2 separate regions of the Ovis aries genome follow, and region 1 is linked to region 2. Evidence: chromatin contacts called from public Hi-C data. All regions are on one chromosome and are shown on one strand. The core of a region is the stretch at or near the end of the contact, and the rest is flanking DNA. Distances in the headings are between cores, read along the strand shown. Region 1 holds the start of PTPRU (protein tyrosine phosphatase receptor type U). Region 2 has its middle 20 kb from the start of MATN1.

Region 1 (4,091 bases), core at 51-2,550, 1.4 Mb after region 2:
CCCCGCGGCCGCCCCCACCCCGCGCTGGGCCCTCCGGGCCCCGGCCCCGGCGCCCCGCAGACCCGGCGCCGTCTCGGATCCGCCACCAGCCAACGCCGCGCTGAACTCGCGAAACAACAAACAGCCCGACATGTCGGAGTCGGCGGCCGCCGGGCCCCCATCCCTCGCTGCCAAGCCTCAGGCCCGGCCCGACCGGGGAGGCAACGGGCGCCGCCAGGACAACTTGTTCCGGGGCCCGCGCGCCCCACGCGCACACCCGAGGGACACACACACAACACGACCTGCACCGCCCCCTCGGGCGGCCCCGGCCCGGGGCACACACTCAAGCCGTGGCCCAGGCGAGGACCACACTCGCAACATTCCTGGACACGCAGCCAGCTTGCACGAACACACTCACATCCGCTCCAGACACGCTCCTACACACGCATTCCCGGCACACTCGGCATTCACTGGGACCCACGCAGCCCCCGGCAGAGCACACCGCCGGCCCCAGACACACGTACACATCGCGCACACCGCGCGCGGACACACTCGTTCCGGACCCGTTCCCACGCCTTCACACACGTACACGGATCTCACAAGCACACACATCGCACACACGTCCTCTGCTCCCCACGCGGGCAGAATCCACAGAGCACTCTTCGCCACACGCAGAACAAAAAAACACAAGCCATTCTCGGACACACAACAAACAACACTCCAGGCTAGGGCACACACAAATGCCCAAAAATGCAACACATCAGCAGAGGCAACTCCTGCCACACAACCGAACTCAGATGGACACACAACAGACATACAATCCTACTTGGCCCCACACACACACTACACAGAGGCAGACACGACACTCGGCGCACACCCCATGCCTTTATGCACACAACATTCACCCCAACATACTCGTGGACACACAACACACACAGCACCTTTTCTTGCACATCCCTCAGACACATTCGCAGGCACACCACCCCCTGAGCACACGATCGCACATCCAACACTCAAGACACACCGGGAGCAAGCTCGCCACGTCCGGTCATCCAACACTCCCACTTTCTTTCGAGATACGCCACCGGCGCCGAGGCTCGGCGGGGCAAACTGGGTCCGACCGACGCGCGCTTACCTGCCGGAGTCTCGGTCTCGGGTGCGCAGAGCTGGAAGGTGAGCGCCAGGACGAGAGCCTGGGCGCGGGCCATGGTGCGCCGCCGCCTGCCCCGGGGCCCGGCGCGGGGGGGCGCCGCCGCCGGAGCCCGAGCCGAGCCCGAGGCGAGCCAGAGCCGGAGCGAAGCGGCGCGGCGCCGAGCGGGACTGGCGCCGAGTCCAGAGCGGGAGCCCAAGCAAGCGGGGCGCTGACGTCAGGCTCGGCCGCGCGTTCCTCGGTCTCGAGGCGCCCCCTACTGGCAGCCGCGCGCTCCCCTGCCCAGTCCGGTCGCCCGCGGCCCTGACGCTCCCCGCCCCCACTCCCGGACCCCTGCCTGGCGGTCCTGGGCTGGGCCTGGATTCCCAGCCGCCTCACCGACCTGCTTAGGTGAGCAGATCCACTCCTCTGCTCATTGCTCGCGCCTAGCTTGCACACAGCTCTCCGGGACAGAGACCCAGGGACACAGAGCCTCTCGGTCCTACCCAATGCTTGAATCCCCTCTACCTTGATCCCTTTCAGTGCACATCCACATTTATCTCCAAGGACAAGGAGCTCATTACCTACCAACGGCAGGTGATGGGGTCTTGGAAACGCTAGCTTTTGGAGTTGTTCGTAGTATTCCTTTCAGTTCAGTTCAGTTCAGTCGCTTAGTCGTGTCCAGCTCTTTGCAACCCCATGGACTGCAGCACACCAGGCCTCCCTGTCCATCACCACCTCCCAGAGTTTACTCAAACTCGTGTCCATTGAATCGGTGATGCCATCCAACCATTTCATCCTCTGTCTTCCCCTTCTCCTCCTCCCTTCGATCTTTCCCAGCATCAGGGTCTTCTCAAATGAGTCAGTTCTTCGTATCAGGTGGCCAAAGTATTGGAGTTTCGGCTTCAGCATCAGTCCTTCCAATGAATATTTAGGACTGATTTCCTTTAGGACAGACTTGTTGGATCTCCTTGCAGTCCAAGGGACTCTTAAGAGTCTTCTCCAACACCACATTTCAAAAGCATCAATTCTTTAGCGCTCAGCTTTCTTTATAGTCCAACTCTCACATCCATACATGACAACTGGAAAAACCATGCTTTGACTAGATGGACTTTTGTTGGCCTTTATCACCCTTTTAATGTCCATGGGATCTGTAGTGATGTCCCTCCTTTCATTTCTGATATTAGTAATCTGTGTCCTTTCTCTTCTTTTCCTAGTCTGGCTAGAGACTTATTGATTTATTAATCTTTTCAAAGCAGCAGCTTTGGGTTTGGTTGATTTTTCTCCATTGATTTCCTGGTTTTCATTTCACTGATTTCAGCTCTAATTTTTATCATTTTCCTGCTTCCCTGGCATTCTATTTGCTCTTCTTTTTCTAGTTTCTTAAGGCAGAAGTTTAGATGATTAATTGCATATCTTTTTCCTTTTCTCACATATGCATTCAGTGCTATAAATTTCCCTCTATGCACTGCTTACCCAGCATCCCACAAATTTTGATAAGCTGTGTTTTCATTTTCATTTAGTTTTCACTTATAAATATGTCAAAAAATTTAAATTCCTCTTGAGATTTCTTTGACCTATGTGTTATTTAGAAGTACATTATTTAATCTCCAAGTATTTGGGGATTTTTCAACTCTCTGTTATTATTTCTAGTTTAATTCCACTATGATCTAAGAGCAATCACTGTATGATTCTTTTCTTTCAAATTTATTAATTTGTGTTTTATGGTCCAGTCTATCTTGGTAAAAATCCATGTGATCTTGGGAAGGTTGTGTGCTCTGCTGTTGTTGGATGAAGTAGTCTTTATTTATTTAGTTGCGGCATGTGGGATCTAGTTCTCTGACCAGAGACCAAACCCTGGCCACCTGCACTGGGAACTCAGAGTCCTAGCCCCCAGACCATCAGGAAAGTCCCTGAAGTAGTTTTTAGATGACCTTTATCTTTAGTTGATTGATGGTGTTGTGGAGTTTAATTATGTCCTCCCTGAGTTTCTGCCTGCTGGACATGTTTATTTCTGAGAGAGAGCTGTTGAAGTCTCCAGCTGTAATAATGGATTCAGCTATTTCTCCTTGCTATGCTGGCTGGCTTTTTAAAAGTTCTTTCTCTTCATGCCATGAAATCTACCCCCCTCACTGACTCTCATTGATTCTAGTCTATCTCCGGGCTACACAGGTTAAGTCCATCTGGGCCTCTGCCCAGTATAAACCCTTGTACAATGACTACAAACTAGTTGTCCATTTCTGCATAAGACCAGGTGCCTTCTATGTGTTTCACCTGTACGGATTCATTTAATCCCTACCACTATCTTTCCCATGACATAGTTGAGAAAATTAAGGTACAGAGAGAGAAAGTGACTTTTCCGAGATTATGTGTAGTAAGCAGCAGCTCTGAGACTTGAATCAAAGACATCTGGCTTGAAACGAATAGAAACTGAGGCCTGTCTCCGTATGGAGCAAATCAACAAACACTAGATACCAATTTTTCTGTTCAACAGTTGCTCTAAGCCAAATTGAAGACATAAGACAGATAAAAATCCCTACCCTCATGGAGCTTATATTCCAATGGGAAGACAAGAACAATATACAACCAAAAAAAAAAAGGCAAATTCTCTGGTGTGTGAGATAGTAGTATACTGTAGAAATGGGGGAGATGGGACCTCCCTGGTGGTCCAGTGATTAAGAATCCACCTGCCAATACAAGAGACATGGGTTCATTCCCTAGTCCAGAAAAATTCCGCATGCCCAAGAGCAACTAAATATGCGCACCACAACTGCTGAGACTGCATGCCGCAGCTGCTGTAGACCAAGCACCTAGGGCCTGTGCTCTGCAGCAAGAGAAGCCTCTGCGATCAGAAGCCGGCGCACCACAGTGAAGAGTGAGCCCCCGCTCACTGCAACCAGAGAAAGCACACGTGCATCAGCGAAGACCCAGCAGAGCCATCAGTAGATAAATAAAAGAAAGAAATGGAGAGAAACTGTAGGGG
Region 2 (3,960 bases), core at 625-3,124:
GGCGCATCTCCTCACATCTAGAACAGCCCTTTCCTGGGACTTCCCTGGCGGTCCAGTGGTTAAGATCTGGATCCCAGTGCAGGGGACGTGGGTTCAGTCCCTGGTCGGGGAGCTAAGATCCCACATGGCAAACAAGAAAAAAGAGAAAAAAAAAAGAATGGTCCTTCCCTCCCTCATGAAAATCTGCTAACAGATTTTCTGCACAACCCTCCCACGTTCTCCCCAGGTCCCAGGGCCTGAAGTGGGCCTTTCTGTGTCTCCTGCCTCCTTGTAAAGTGTGAGTGGCTGCCTGGCCCAGTGATGGGGCAAGGGGGCTCTGCAGGGGGACGGTCTCCAGGGTGGCCACCCTGCCTGTGCTCAGACCCCATGTGGCCACGGCCAGTCCTCCACCGCCCTGAGCTTCACTGCACCGATGCTATCGCGGGCTGCCCCAGGCGCGCACAAGGCACGTCGTCCCTGGGAACTGACCTTGGAACCCCGGCACCCTCACAGCTACAGCCCCTCCGTCCTCTCTAAGGTGCCCACCTGAGGGCTTGTGACTGTGTAGTCACGGCCGAGAATGAGCACCACTCTGCCTCTTGGGGCAGAGTTGCTCCAAGTTGCTCTTGAGAATCCTGTATGTTGAATGAAAGTGGGAAAGAGTGAAGGCATCCAGGCCATGCAGAGCATATCTGCTCCCTTGGTTCCCCTCGCCTTTTAGTGATAATAATAAAACATAATTTATAAACTGCAATTTATGGTATATTAACTTGTGGCTCAGCTGGTAAAGAATCCACCTCCAGTGGGAGACCTGGGTTCAGTCCCTGGGTTGGGAAGATGCCCTGGAAAAGGGAAAGGCTACCAACTCCAGTATTCTGGCCTGGAGTATTCCATGGATTGTATAGTCTATGGGGTCACGAAGAGTCGGACACGACTGAGCGACTTTCACTTCACTTCACAATGTACATAGTATACCTATATACATTAAGACATAAATTAAAATAAGTCATATAATTATGCAAATAATAAATGTATATATATATAAATAATATGACTCAATTTATATGAGTTTGAGCAAACTCCGGGAGTTAGTGAAGGACAAGGAAACTTGGCATGCTGCAGTCCATGGGGCTGTAAAGAGTTGGACATGGTGAGTGACTGAACAACAACAAAAATATAATAATTATGTCGATAATATAAATATATAAACAAATATACAATAATATACTTCAGTATAACTATAAATAGTAACTACACGTATAACTCTATGAAGAGCTAACATAAATCTCTGCTTACTGTGGGCTATGCTACGCCGTGCTATGCCTCGTCACTCAGTCGTGTTGGACTCTTTGCGACCCCAAGGACTGTAGCCCACTAGGCTCCTCTATCCATGAGGATTCTCTAGGCAAGAATACTGGAGTGGGTTGCCATACCCTCCTCCAGGGGATCTTCCCAACCCAGGGATCAAACCCAGGTCTCCTGCATTGCAGGCAGATTCTTTACCATCTGAACCAGCAGGGAAGCCCTACTATGGGCTAAGCCTTGTCCTAACAGTGCTAACCTTGTTTATTTCTTACAACCACTTAGGGAAGTACGATTATCCTCATTGTATAGGTTGGGTAAAGTGAGGCTCAGAGACCAGAAGGGACCTACACAGACAAGTAGAGGTTCTGGGACTTGAACTTGGCCTGTCTACCCCACTTGATCCCAGAGTCTTCCTTCCTCCAGGAGGACTCCCCTTCCTAGACTGGGATCCTGGCTCCCGTGATTCCACCTCTGGACCCCCGTCCAGCTTGCTCACATCCCCTCTACCGTGTGGGCTGGAACAGACCCCCGCCCAGTCGTGCAGCCTTCTCTCCCACTTGGGGCCTCTCTGCCTGCCACCTCCCTCCCCTCTGCCCCCAGGGTTGGTGCAGCTGCTGCTTGGGTGTGTGACCACAGTGGGCAGGGCTTTTCCCTCCTCTTGGTATCAAATTTTCCCTTGCAGTTTCCTGCTTTCATTCCTGGCAGGAGTCCTTGGCCTGTGGACAGCAATCCCTCCCCGCCTCTCTCCTGTGTTTGGTGCAGAGCCAGGAAATCTGTCCTAAGCCTGGGGCTTCCTCCAGGAGCCAGGACTGGCGGGGAGTGGACGTGGTGGGCACTCCCATAGGCATCCCACTGGAGCCATCGCAACCTTCTGGTCCCTTCCCCCAGGGTCCTCCCTCACGGGGCTGGTGGTCAGGAGGCCCCTCTCCAGCTGCCAGGGAGTTTCCCTGTGCCAAGACCCAGCCTGGGGCAGCAGATGAGGTGGGGCCTCCCCAGGAGAAAGAACTGCCGCTGTCCTGGGCTGGGCTGGGCTGGGAGAGGCCAGGCGGGCTTCACTGCTCAGATACCACCCCTCTCCCTCCTCTCTTCTCCAGCAGCAGCTGCGGAGTCTCCCAGGGAGGGGCCTCTGAGAGGGGATCACAGGTGGTGCATGGGCAAACATTAATATTCTGTTTTACCAGTCATGTATTTATTTTAATGAATATCAGAAAAAACCTCACAAGCAATTAGTGCATTAAACCTTGATTTCATGGATGTTATTGCTCACGGTGAGGCAAATTGAAAAGGGGAGGCCTTTTCAAGTCAAAGGGTCGGACTGAATCAAAATCAATATCGTGCAGGTAGAGGTGTGGGTGGCAGTCTCCGGGAGGGTCAGAGAAGCTGCTGGAGCTCGGGAGACACGGAGGAGGCCCACGAGACACCAGGGTCCCGCCTGGCTCTGCCGGTGGCGGGATGGGGGCACCTTGGGCAGCTTGCTGCCCCTTGCGAGCCTCAGTTTCCTCCTCTGTCACGTGGGGAGGAGCCGTAGCAGCCTGAGGGGCTGTGGTGGGGTGAAACTGGGTGAGGTGGGTGGGGGGCTGGCCTGGAGCTCAGCACTGAGTCATTGCTTGGAGCTGCGGCGGCAGCTCATGGTGGCATTCTTGGTAGTATTAGCATCACTGTGGAAGCCTCAGGAGCTTATTCTGGGTGCCGAGACCCACGGCTTTCAGCCGGGAAGAATCCTCAGTACAGCTTCATGTGAGCAGCCCCCGCCAGGGGTGCCCTGCTCACGTTCACAGCTCAGGCAGGCTGGGTATCCGTCCAGTTTGGCCACCCACTGGGCTGCTTGAAGCCACCCTATCCTTGACTGTAGCCTTAGACCAAGAGACCCACCTCATAGGGTCATGGCTGTGAAGAGCAGCAAAAAGGGCTGGCCAGGTCTCCAGAGCAGTAGGGCTTCATCCTGTACTTCATCCTGAGATTTTGTCTTCTCTTGGGGTGAAGATCTGCTGGTTGGGCAGGGAGAGTTTGGCACAATCTGGGGGTTCTGAACCAGCTCTGAGTGTTTGTTAGGATGTGTTGTCCTTGACATGCTCATCTATCCACCCATCCATCACCCACCCAGCCTGTGTCCATCCTTCATCCATGTCTCATTTATCCATTCATCTCTCATCCACCATCCATCCATCTCCAACCACCCACCCCATCCATCCACCCATCCATCCAGTGAACGATGGTGGGGGCAGTGGAGCCATGCCAGGGAGTTGGGATGTTACCCTGAACAGTCGCTACGCAGGGTGTGAGGAGGGGAGGAACCTGGGCGGATTTGGGTCTGAGGGTCCCTCTGGCCACTGTGTGGCTGTGGACAGGGCTGAGCGTGGGAAGAGGCCAGACAGGAAGTGGTGGCTGCAGGCTAGAGGTGGCTCCTGGGGGAACCAGCAGGGAGGGCAGAGTGGCCTTGACAAGGGCAGGGTCCTAGGGGCTGCATGGGGACTGTGGTGGGCACAGGGGTGTGTGTGTGTGCACGCTGCGGGGGGTGGGGTGGGACACAACCATTGTGGACCAGTGGTTTGACAAGTTGGGCTGTCAGGGGAAAGAGAGGGATACAACGACAGGGATGTGGAGTTCAGGCTTGTTTGTTACAAGGTGAGAGACTTGAATACAAGCAACTATGAATCACGTGTGAAGGGAAGGGGG

What was found. A called contact is a pair of places that touch in the nucleus more often than the background predicts.
Region 1: a Hi-C map of liver shows a contact between it and region 2, with 4 times the contacts expected there. The contact joins the promoter of PTPRU here to the enhancer-like site in region 2. A contact is called at or near these places in 5 of 16 Hi-C or Micro-C datasets (hypothalamus, liver, muscle and 2 more).

The regions. Positions count from the first base shown.
Region 1 is chr2:238,062,194-238,066,284 of ARS-UI_Ramb_v3.0, forward strand. It overlaps PTPRU (protein tyrosine phosphatase receptor type U), which reads right to left and starts at 1,301. Exons shown (of 31, transcript XM_042244447.1): 1 at 1,115-1,301. The coding sequence starts at 1,187.
Region 2 is chr2:236,612,652-236,616,611 of ARS-UI_Ramb_v3.0, forward strand. No RefSeq gene overlaps it. Among named protein-coding and RNA genes, the nearest start is that of MATN1, 20 kb to the left of the region's middle. Within about 2 kb of position 1,875, at least 5 of the 54 cell types and tissues checked have an H3K27ac peak or open chromatin away from gene starts, as enhancers often do. A contact at or near this core is called in liver, where this site is marked.